2 separate regions of the Macaca mulatta genome follow, and region 2 is linked to region 1. The links are chromatin contacts, called in public Hi-C maps. All regions are on one chromosome and are shown on one strand. Each heading gives the region's core, a stretch centred on a gene start, on an enhancer-like site or on the middle of the called end of the contact. The rest is flanking DNA. Distances are from core to core; before and after follow the strand shown.

Region 1 (5,929 bases), core at 1,637-4,136:
TGCTGGCTTGACTGGTCAGTGTTTACCTGAGCAAGAAGATGTCATTTGACTCACCCCAGCGCCCCACTGCCTCTCAGGCACTAACCTTGTTCTTACGTCCATCAATCTCAAAGAAGGAGATGGTGCCCTTGCGGTAAATCTCATTGCCTGGAGGATGTCGTAGGTCGCACTTGGTCTGGAGAAGAGAGGACAGTCAGGAACAAGGGCAACGTGGAGAGTGCTGGGAAGGCAGCTTCCCTGGACCCCTCATACCAAGTGACGCTGAAGACACTTGAGGCTACGGCCGTACTTGAGGCAGAACTCGCACAGGTAGAGAACAGGCAATGTGGTGAGCTCCTGTGGGTACGGGGAGAAGTACCACGGCTTGAGGCGGTGCCGGCCCAGCTCAATGCACTCGATGTTCTTCATCCGGGTGACGATGTCGTCGTGGCTTCGGTCAGACACCAGGCTGCCAGTCATGCGTGGTGCTGATGGTATTCCATCTGAGCTGTCCTGGGAGTCCTGCCCAGGGCCAGTGGAAAATACCAGGTTAGAAGAGACAGCTCAGCAGGACACCACAGCTCACAGCCCTTTGACAGGTTTCCTGCAAGCCTAACAGCAACCCTATGGGGGAGGTACCATGATCCCCAATTTCTGGATAAAAAACCTGAAACCCTAAGGGATTGATGATGTGGAAAAGATCACTGAATGACCCTTGTTTTTGAGATGGAGTCTCACTCCGTTGCCCAGGCTGGAGTACAGTGGCATGATCTTGGCTCACTGCAACCTCTACCTCTGGGGTTCAAGCAATTCTCCTGCCTCAGCTTTCTGAGTAGCTGGGATTATAGGTGCCTGCCACTACGCCTGGCTAATTGTTGTATTTTTATTAGAGACAAGGTTTCACCATGTTCGTCAGGCTGGTCTCGAACTCCTGACCTCAGGTGATCTGCCCGCCTTGGTTGGCCTCCCAAAGTGCTGGGATTACAGGTATGAGCCATGGCACCCAGCCCCAATGACTCATTTGAACCATGTTCTGCCTGGCTCCTAATCCCACCAACACTAGCCCCGCCTACCACCCCTTCTTTATTTTTAAACTCATCACTAACTCTCCACCCTGCTTGCATCCCTTCCTTTTCACCCAGCTCCTTCTGTTGCTCCCCAGACCCACCTCATCAGTGCCCAAACAATTCGATTTTCGCTTCCGTCCTGGCTGGGCTGCCACTGCCCTACGGGCTGCTCCATTCTGCAGATATAGTAGTAAAAGAAGGGATGGCTGTGAGATGAGCCTGAAAAAGGCCACCAGAGAGTAGAAGAGAGAAAGGGAACAAGAAATGGTTTGGGAAACTCACCTGGGGAAAAACCGAGGCCGGGGCTGTCTCGCTGGGCACTGGAGTTGCTGGTGAAACCACCTCCACCTTCCGTTTCTGCAGAGAGAAACCAACAAAGGTGGGTCAGAAGGTAGAGAAGGTGGGACCTGAGAAGAAAGCAAGGTCCCTGGAATTGCTGAGGGTACCGTTGAGCGGTGGTTGGGCTGCAGGCAGGAGCTGGAGGAGAGCGGCTGGTCAGGCTCGCCACCGGGAATGGCCTCCCGCTCCTTGGGCAGGTTGAAGCGGAGTGTGATCTGGACCGGGATTGGCAAGGTCTTCCCGCTTGCCTGGGCCGAGGCCGGCTGTAGAGATAGGTCCAGGGTCTTCCTCTGGGGCGGGGATGGCAGTGGAATGGGGAAGGGGAACAGGGGTCCCTCAGCTCAAAATTATCAAACCCCACCCTCGCCTTCTGAAGGACACAGGACTAGCTACTGGACTCTGGGAGCTACATGTGCAATTCGGCCCCCATCCTTTGCAAGATGAAGTCAGGGTGAGAGGGAGCCGCCTACTGCCCATCCAGGAGCCCCTAATGCCAACAGATAAGAGAAACACGAGGCAGGAGAGAAGAGGTGAAGTGGGGGACCTACTCACCACCTCTCTCTCTGGAGAGCCGGGACGGGACCCAGGAAGTCCGTTCTTGGTGGGGGTCTTGGCCTCTTTCTTCGGGAACTGGATCTTCTTTAGGTCCAGCCGCTCGTGCGTCACCCATTCATCCAGACGTTTGTTGACTGCAGCAGTGGGGATGGCTCAGGACAGAATGCCAAAGACTGTTCCCCAACCCTACCCTGATGCCCCACCTCAGGCCCAGAACTCACAGTCAATGTAATGGACGTAGAAAAGCTTCCGGCCACTGATGTCCTTCACGCTCAGGATCTCAGCCAGGGCTATGGGAATAGCATAGGCAGGGGCCTTAGACGGGCCGGGCCAGGCTGAGACTCCACCCTTCCACGACCTGAACTCCACCCCAAGGCCGGATCCCTAAGCTCCAGCACTTAGAAGGTCTCTCCTAAGTCTCCTTCAGTCACTACTGCCACCCCTTTCCAGGCCCCGCCCTGTACCTCTCGGAGCAGCTAAGAGCCACGCCCCTTCATGGGAGTATCTGCGCCCCGCCCGCCCCATAATTCCAGAGGCCCCTCCCCATCCCGGGGGTTCAGTTGACTCCCTCCCGCCCCTCGCCCTCAGGTTCCTTAGCCCCGCCCCCCAACGTCACTCACGCCACTCATCTTCGTTGTCCTGGTTCCGCCGCAGCACGGGTAGGCGGCAGCCCTCGATTATCTCCCCCTGGGGAGACAGCGCGGCGCCAGGGTCGGCTACTGGGGGGCCTCGGGCTCTACCCACCTCCCCTGGCTCCCTCCGCCCCGCCCCGGGCACCGGACTCACCACCTCCGCCATCTTCCCTCCCTCCACTGCCACTTCCGGCCCCTGTGGGAGACGTCACTTCCGGGACCGAGCCCGCTGTAGGCCCGGGCCTCACGAAGCCCCTGTAGAGGGGGACCTTTGAGAGTCACCGCGACCCAGTTGCAAGGGGCAAGACTGCCCCTGTGACTCCTGGGAAAACGAAGTGTTACAAGCCTCAGGCCGAGTCCTAGGTGGAAACCCCACAACGTGCACAGCGATTGGAGAACTACTGAGTCTGTCACGTGACGCCCACCGGGTGCGACGCTGTTCACGTGGATGCGGAGCGGGTCACGTGGCAATACCGTTTGGGCTTTGACGGAGGGCAGTCCTCGGGCGTCTCCTTGTGGCGGCGGGAGGTGTTGTCGGGAGTGAACTGCGCGCGAGAGGCTGGAGAAAGGAACTGTGCTTAGAGGGGCTCGAACGCTCCCCCAGGTCTGTGGACTTCATTCCGTAGGCAGGAGGACTCAGGGAAGATTTCTAGCTTTATTTCGTGTATTAGGCTTCTTTTATTTTTGAGACGGAGTCTCGCTCTGTCGCCAGGCTGGAGTGCAGTGGCGCCATCTCGGCTCCCTGCAACCTCCGCCTCCCGGGTTCAAGCGAATATTCCTGTCTCAGCCTCCAGAGTACCCAGCTAATATTTGTATTTTCAATAGAGGCGGAGTTTCACCATGTTGGCCAGGATGGTCTGGATCTCTTGACCTCGTGATCCGCCCGCCTCGGCCTCCCAAAGTGCTGGGATTACAGGCGTGAGCCAGGGCGCCCAGCCATATTAGGCTTTTTTTTTGAAACAAGGTCTGTGTCGCCCAGGCTGGAGTGCAGCGGGGGAGGCATAATCTCCGCTCACTGAAGCCTCCGCCTCCCTGGATCAAGTGATCCACCTCAGGCTCCTGAGTAGCTGGGACTACAGGCGCGCACTACCAAGGCTGGCTAATTTTTAAAAATTTTTGCGTAAACAGGATTTGGAGACTGGGCATGGTGGCTCACACCTGAAATCCCAGCTACCTCCAGCCTAATCATGAGAAAAAGATCAGACAAATACCAATTGAGAAACATTCTACAAAATACCCCATGAATACTCCTCAGAACTGTGAAGATGTCACTGGTGGAGGGTGTCCAGATTCTTGGCATCTTAAAGAATTGGACAAAACGGCTGGGCGCGGTGGCTCACGCCTGTAATCCCAGCACTTTGAGAGGCCGAGGCGGGCGGATCACGAAGTCAGGAGATCGAGATCATCCTGGCCAACACGGTGAAACCCCGTCTCTACAAAAAAAAAAAAAAAAAAAAAAAGATACAAAAAATTAGCCGGGCGTTTTGGCGGGCATCTGTGGTCCCAGCTACTCGGGAGGCTGAGGCAGGAGAATGGCCTGAACCTGGGAGGCGGAGTGTGCAGTGAGCCGAGATCATGTCACTACACTCCAGCCTGGCTGACAGAGCGAGACTCTGTCTCAAAAAAAAAAAAAAAAACAGAAAAAGAAGAACAAAAGAATTGGTCAAAACGCACAAAGCAAGGAAGGAATGAACGATTTATTGAAAATGAAAGTACACTCCAGTGTGGGGGCCGGCTGACCATAGGGGCCAGTTACAGGATTTGTTGGAGTTTAAATACTCTTGGGTACTTGGGATACGCCCTGTGTAAATGAAGAGGATGAAGTAAAGTTACAAAGTCATTTAGGGTGTATGCCCTAAGGAGAGGATATTTCCTGTCATAACTGAAATGTGAGTCGGCCTTGTATGTTGCCTGCCTCCAGACGCTATTTTCCTGCCTCAAAGGTGGCTGAACATGGTGGCTTACGCCTGCAATCCCAGTGTTAACAGGAAAGGGCCTATCCAGACCCCAAGAGAGGGTTCTTGGATCTCACACAATAGAGAATTCGGGGCGAGTCCAGCACTTTAGGAGGCTGAGGCAGGCGGATTACTTGAGGTCAGGAGTTCAAGACCAGCCTGACCAACATGATGAAACCCCATCTCTACTAAAAATACAAACATTAGGCAGGCGTGGTGGTGCCCGCCTGTAATCCCAGCTACTCGGGAAGCTGAGGCAGGAGAATCACTTGAACCCGGGAGGTGGAGGTTGCAGTGAGCATGATCGCACCACCGGCACTCCAGCCTGGGAACAGAGCAAGACTCCGTCTCAAAAAAAAAAAAAAATTCAGGGCGAGTCCATAAAGTGAAAGCAAGTTTGTTAGGAAAGTAAAGAAACTCAATGCTGATTGTTCATTTTTATGTTTTTTTTTTTTTTTTTTTTTTTTTTTTTTTTTTTTTTTTTTGAGATGGAGCCTCCCTCTGTCACCCAGGCTGGAGTGCAGTGGCACTATCTCGGCTCACTGCAAGCTCCACCTCCCGGGTTCACACTATTCTCTTGCCTCAGCCTCCCAAGTAGCTGGGACTACAGGCACCCGCCACCATGCCCGGCTAATTTTTTGTATTTTTAGTAGAGACGGCGTTTCACCGTGTTAGCCAGGATGGTCTCGATCTCCTGACCTTGTGATCCGCCCGCCTCAGCCTCCCAAAGTGCTGGGATTACAGGCGTGAGCCACTGCGCCCAGCCCATTTTTATGGTTATTTCTTGATGATATGCTAAGCAAGGGGTGGATTATTCATGTCTCTTGTCTTTAGACCATACACAGTAACTTCCTGACACTACCATGGCACTGGTAAACTGTCATGGCACTGGTAGGAGTGTGGCAGTGAGGACGACCAGAGGTTGCTCTAGTGGCCACGTTGGTTTTGGTGGGTTTTAGTTGGCTTCTGTACTGCAATCTGTTTTATCAGCAAGGTCTTTATGACCTGTATCTTGTACCACCTGTCTTATCCTGTGACTTAGAATGTCTTAACCCTCTGGGAACGCAGCCCAGTAGGTCTCAGCCTCATTTTACCCAGCTCCTGTTCTAGATAGAATTGCTCTGGTTCATGCACCTCTGACACCAGCATTTTGGGAGGCCGAGGCGGGCAGATCACTTGAGGTCAGGCATTGGAGACCAGCCTGGCCAACATGTTAAAACCCCATCTCTACTAAAAATACGAAAGTTAGCTGGGCATTTGTGGCATCCATCCATAATCCCAGCTACTCAGGAGGCTGAGGCTAGAGAATCTCTTGAACCCAGGAGGCAGAGGTTGCAGTCAGCCAAGATGGTGCCACTGCACTCCAGCCTGGGCGACAGAACGAGACTCTGTCTCAGAAGAA
Region 2 (5,929 bases), core at 1,854-4,353, 94 kb after region 1:
CCCCAGCCCCATCCATGCTCAGCACTCGGGCATGTGTTTTAGCGCTGGCGGTACTAGGCGTCCGCTGGGTCCCATATGGCCGCTTGGGGGGCACAGCAGTTCCCTCCTCAGCCCCATGGGGGGCCCTCCGCTTCCGGGGTCCCCCTGCTGCACCCCGGGAGCTCTCAGGGGAATAGCAGGAAGTAGAAGAGGAGCTGTCAGTACTGTAGCGGCGCTGCGATCGGAGACTGGAGGCCGGACTCAGTTCACTGCCCTCGCTGGTGTCTTCATCCTCAAAGAAGGCCCCACCTTCAAGCAGGGGCCGTCGAGGGGCACGGCCAGGTGGAGAGTGTCTTCGCAGGGGTGGCTGCTGTTTGCTAGGCCGTAGCAGGGCCAAGTCCTTGGGCCGCACAACCAGGAGCGGCTCAGCCAGGCCCGGTGGTGTCCCTGCTCCAATGACCGTGTCAAAGGAACGCAGCGTGTCATCTGAGGGGACTCCGGCGTCTGGCGAGGCGGGCAGCTCAGCCTCAGAGGGTGGGTCTGTGTCGCTGCCCTCAGGGGCTGGCCCCCCTGGGGGGCTGTCCAGATGGGTGGAGTTGGTCTTCTCACTCTTGAAGCTGCTCAATGTCTCCCTATCAGTGCCGCTGAAGCAAGAGTCTGAGGAGCCCGCTTTCTGGGGCGTGGGCTCCCCTGAGCCCCGCCGGTCAAGGGGCTGATAGCCACCTGCCCCCCTGCGTTGCTCCCGTCGACTGCTGGTCCTCACCAGGGCCCGGTCAGGCCGGGTCAGGGTCAGGAAGCTCTTGCTCAGCTCCTGGCTGAGGCTCCCCTTCAGGAGGGGGCTCATGGGAGTGTCAGCCATGCTGCTCCCACTCCAGGGCGCTCCATCTCCAGCCAGAGGAGAAGGCTCTGAAGAGTCTGTACTGGGAAGAGAGGGGTCTGGGACAGCCCCTGGAGGCGTCTGGGGAAGGTCTCCAACTGCCAGAAGAACGGGAGACAGAAAATGAGAAAAAGGGTTTTCTGCAAAAGGAACTGGTGGTAAGGGGGCTCTTATGCCCTGTACTTTTCCTGAGAGCCCAGCCACAGCAGCACACTGGGGAGGTCCCACAGAGGAATACAGAGGAGACCCAGGATGGAGCCAAAGTTGAGGGGATTCAATGACAAAACAGCTGGTCTAGCCCACAAGCCTCAGCCCCATAAGGCCCACGCACTCAGTTTCTCCTGCGAGCTGAGCTTCAGCATCTCTCGGTCAGCAGAGGTCACGATCACATTGTTGCTGCCCTGCTCCCGCACCAGCTCCTTGATGTCTGCAACCACGGCCCCAGAGGTGTCAGCAGGACCCCCTGGCACAGCATGCCAGCCCCTGTTCCACAGCACTATGCTCCAACCCTAAAGAGCAGCCACCTACCTCTCAGGGGCCCAGAGTCCTCCATTCGGGGCAGCAGCTCCTGAGTAGACAGAGAGAGGCGTGAAGGAGCAAACAAGGCAAGAAGTAGGCTCAGGACGCACCCACAGTAGGGACTGGCTCGCGGAGGAACAGCAGGACAAGCTGAAGTCCAGGCCCACTCACCGAGACCTGGTTGAAGCCAAACACAGAGTGCTGGGAGCTGCAGCGCACTGGGGGTGTGGAACTGACTTTCCGGAACACTGTCATCTCCACTCCGGGGTCCCTGGCAGTGAAAAAGAACAGCAGCTTTGAGCTAACCTCTCCTCTGTGTATGCTACTTCCATCTTTGTCACTGCTTCTTCTTCAGAAGTCACTTTACAATTCCTAGGCTAACACAAGACAAGTGTTCACATTCACTCAGAGAGCCAATGTTCCCTAAGTCCCTACTCCACCCTGCAAGGTTCAGGCCCAGGCACCAAAACCCCTCAATCCCCAGCACAGTCCCTACCCCACCCACCTGGGCGGATTGCTGTCCCCCTGGGCAGGCTCTTCCTCCAGCTCCCCCATGGTAGAGCTGCGCTTCTCCACGATCTCGCCCTGGTCAAACATGGCATGCAGCCGATAGTTGACGGTCTTGATGGCAGCAAAGATGACAGCCACCACGAGGCAGTACACGCCGGCCACCATCAAGCTGGGAGGCAGGACCTGAAGATGAAAGTAAACCAGGTCTCTTTTCACAAAGCCTTGCCACTACAGGACGTAGCTGCCATCGTCGCCATAGCTAGGATTCACAGACTCACTAGAAAACTTCATCACCTCTGCACACAACCACTACACAGCCCTTGGCAACGAGCTCTGTCTTCTATTTAGCTGGATAACATTAAGTGTGGGGTTCAAGGTCACTCGATCCAAGAAAGGTAGACTTTGGCCTCTTCCACGCAGACCCAAACTCTGCAGTAATTCCTCTCTCTCCACGTCCCAGAGCCCAGGGCACGGCCCCGAATCCCTGCCAGGCTGCCCTCCCTCTCCCGGCTGGAGTTACAGGTGGCCGTGGCGTCTCACCATGTACAGCAAGAAGGGAAAGATGAGCAGGAAGATCCAGACATAGAGGTGGAAGCAGTTGGAGAAGGTGCTCTGGTGCGGGTCGAAGAACCAACCGCCGGTGAGCGAGGCCCACACCCCCTGGCGCAGGATCTGCAACACCTGCGACCCCATGGCCCCGCCGCTGCTGCGCGCGCCCCACTCCCGGGACCCTCATGGGGGCGGCCCCCGGCCCATGCCCCGTCTGGCGCCTGAGGGCCCCGGGGCCCGGCCTCACGCTCACGCCATGGCCTCCCCCAGCGGGGGAGGGGGGCTCGGCCGCGCGAGGGTGCGGGCAGGGGGCGGGGCCGACCGGGACAGTCAGCGGTGCAAGGCCCAGACGCGGGGGTGGGGCTGCATCAGGGGCGGGGTCCGCGTCCCCACTCGTGGCCCAGAATTGCTCCGAGGGGCCGAGCCGTCAGGCAGGCGCGGGGCACGGGCCGGGCACCCGTCGGCGGCATCCAGAGGTGGGCGTGGGGTGGATGCTCCCGGGGTGCAGGCGACAGCTCTCTAGTCTCCGGACCAGGGAGAACCCCAGGATCTGGGGTCCACTTCCGGGGTCGCAGGTCACTCGCTTGGGGCTCCGCGCTCGCCCGGCTTCTGCCGGTGCCGGCCTAAGGAAGAGGCCGGAAGAAGGAGCCGCGAGCCGCCAGCCTTCAGTGGCGCATGCGTCCAACGGTTCCAATTGAGACCCGGAAAAGGAAAACTTGACGGCATGAATGCGCAAGCGCAGAGAGGTGGTGGCGCGGTAGGACGCGAGGGGTGCCATTTGTGCGTGCGCAGAGTCCAGAACTAAAGCAAGTACATGCGCAAAAGCGTTTGGGCGCATGCGTACACCCAGGCGTCGCCAACCCAGGGTAGACGACTGGGCGGAACCAAAGAGACAGTTGAGTAGCCATTGGGTAACGGCAAAGTAATTGGCGCACAGCTCTTCCAATGAGTTACAGGAGACGGGGAAAAGATGGAGGCGTGGAATCCCCTAGTTGCAGCGAGTGTTCTGCACTACCGAAGCACGCCCCTCTCGGTCCGCCCCCTTTAATGCTGGACCTCCTACGTCCTGATCGTTTCTCGGCTCCCAGCGGCGTCTACTTCCGGGTCAGAGCTCAGACCTAGGGTGTAGAGAACAACCTTCCGGAACAGGCAGGAATAGTCGAAAAAGGATAGCGTCGTCTTTCTTAAAGTGACAGGCTTAAAGCAATTGGGGCAGCCCTATCCAGAGGTTCTGAGGGCGACTCAGCTATTCTGAATCCAATCGTGGGCAAAGTTCTGGACAAGTCTCAGGATTCTGCCAATGGGGAAGGGATATGAAGAAGCGGATTGTTTCCCAGGTGAGGAGAAGAGCAGAACCTTAGACAATCCACTCCAAGAGCTTGAGGTGCAGCCAGTTCCGTCTGTCCTCCAGTCTTCCCCACCCCATCCCACTAGCTCTGCGAGGCAGAGCTTTCTTGTACTCATATCATATATGAAAAGAATGGCCGGGCGCGGTGGCTCACGCCTGTAATCCCAGCACTTTGGGAGGTCGAGGCGGGCGGATCACGAGGTCAGGGGTTTGAGACCAGCATGGTCAACGTGGTGAAACCCGTCTCTACCAAAAATACAAAAATTAGCCGGCCGTGGTGCCACGCGCCGGTAGTCCCAGCTACTCGGGAGGCTGAGGCAGGAGAATCGCTTGAACCCGGGAGGCAGAGGTTGCAGTGAGCTTAGACTGCGCCATTGCATACCAGCCTGGGTGACAGAGAAAGGACTCCGTCTCAAAAAAAGAAAAAAGAAAGAAAGAAGGAAAATAATGAGGCTCAGAATGGATGGATCGCACAGTCCCACAACTTCGCAGCCAACACCAGACTTGGGTTCACCCCCTTCCCAAGTGTGGTTCTGTAACCCCGTTTTGCTGACGCCAGTGCGGATGCAGAGGACAGAGATGGCCCATCCTTAGCAGAGACCAACCTGCACCCTGGCCAGCAGAGCACGCAGCTGGAGGCTTTTCTTTCTATATCTCAAAGCCTGCTGTGATGGGGAATCTGGTTCTGCCCTTTCCCTCCTCTGCCTCTCCTGGCCCGCCTACCCGGGAACTCCCCTGCTGGAGCCTCTGGGAGGGGAGCGGTGCAGGCCGCCCGCGTCATCTGATGCTGTTTCCTGCAGGAGGGAGAAGAGCGGAAAAAAGTGAAACTCCACCCTCCACCTCTGCCTCCCGCCCCCGAGGCCAAAGTACAAAGGGAGGAGGAAGAAGGGAGCGGGGTCGGAGCCGTCGGGACCAAAGGAGCCGGGGACAGGAACAGGCAGTCTGGGCCCAACTGTGGACGCTCCCTCCACCCCCGCGCAAAAAGACCCAACCGGAGTTGAGGCGCTGCCCCTGGAGGCCCCACCTTACGCTTGGCGGGGGCCGGAGCCAGGCTCCCAGGACTGCTCCAGGACCGAGGGAAGCTCGGGCCCCTCCAAGCTAGCCATGGTGAGGCGTCGGAGGCCCCGGGGCCCCACCCCCCCGGCCTGACCACACTGCCCTGGGTGCCCTCCTCCAGAAGCCCGAGATGCGGGGGGCCGGGAGGCGACACTCCTGGCTCCCCAGAGAGGCGTGGGTCTGGGGCTGAGGGCCAGGGCCCGGATGCCCAGGTTCCGGGACTAGGGCCTTGGCAGCCAGCGGGGGTGGGGACCACGGGCACCCAGAGAAGGTCCTCCACACATCCCAACGCCGGCTCCCGGCCATGGAGCCCTTGAAGAGCCTCTTCCTCAAGAGCCCTCTAGGGTCATGGAATGGCAGTGGCAGCGGGGGTGGTGGGGGCAGTGGAGGAGGCCGGCCTGAGGGGTCTCCAAAGGCAGCGGGTTATGCCAACCCGGTGTGGACAGCCCTGTTCGACTACGAGCCCAGTGGGCAGGACGAGCTGGCCCTGAGGAAGGGTGACCGTGTGGAGGTGCTGTCCCGGGACGCAGCCATCTCAGGAGACGAGGGCTGGTGGGCAGGCCAGGTGGGTGGCCAGGTGGGCATCTTCCCATCCAACTATGTGTCTCGGGGTGGCGGCCCGCCCCCCTGCGAGGTGGCCAGCTTCCAGGAGCTGCGGCTGGAGGAGGTGATCGGCATTGGAGGCTTCGGCAAGGTGTACCGGGGCAGCTGGCGAGGTGAGCTGGTGGCTGTGAAGGCAGCTCGCCAGGACCCCGATGAGGACATCAGTGTGACAGCTGAGAGTGTTCGCCAGGAGGCCCGGCTCTTCGCCATGCTAGCACACCCCAACATCATTGCCCTCAAGGCTGTGTGCCTGGAGGAGCCCAACCTGTGCCTGGTGATGGAGTATGCAGCTGGTGGACCCCTCAGCCGAGCTCTGGCAGGGCGGCGCGTGCCTCCCCATGTGCTGGTTAACTGGGCTGTGCAGATTGCCCGTGGGATGCACTACCTGCACTGCGAGGCCCTGGTGCCCGTCATCCATCGCGACCTCAAGTCCAACAACAGTGAGTTTCTGGCGGCCTGGTTGCGGGTGGCATGGCTCTGGCACACAC

What was found. A called contact is a pair of places that touch in the nucleus more often than the background predicts.
Region 2: a contact with region 1 is called in a Hi-C map of liver, with 1.7 times the contacts expected there. The contact joins the promoter of PCNX3 here to the promoter of RELA in region 1. A contact is called at or near these places in 2 of 14 Hi-C or Micro-C datasets (blood and liver).

Annotation. Positions count from the first base shown.
Region 1 is chr14:8,680,721-8,686,649 of T2T-MMU8v2.0, forward strand. RELA (RELA proto-oncogene, NF-kB subunit) reads left to right here and starts at 2,887. Exons shown (of 11, transcript XM_077962342.1): 1 at 2,887-3,176. KAT5 (lysine acetyltransferase 5) reads right to left here and starts at 2,972. Exons shown (of 13, transcript XM_015113688.3): 1 at 2,727-2,972; 2 at 2,561-2,627; 3 at 2,162-2,230; 4 at 1,938-2,074; 5 at 1,329-1,403; 6 at 1,148-1,222; 7 at 253-501; 8 at 86-175. The coding sequence starts at 2,738.
Region 2 is chr14:8,774,227-8,780,155 of T2T-MMU8v2.0, forward strand. PCNX3 (pecanex 3) reads right to left here and starts at 3,104. Exons shown (of 33, transcript XM_077962142.1): 1 at 2,426-3,104; 2 at 1,881-2,068; 3 at 1,547-1,646; 4 at 1,385-1,424; 5 at 1,188-1,283; 6 at 1-954. The coding sequence starts at 2,578. It overlaps MAP3K11 (mitogen-activated protein kinase kinase kinase 11), which reads left to right and starts at 4,651. Exons shown (of 10, transcript NM_001257468.1): 1 at 4,651-5,881. The coding sequence starts at 5,143.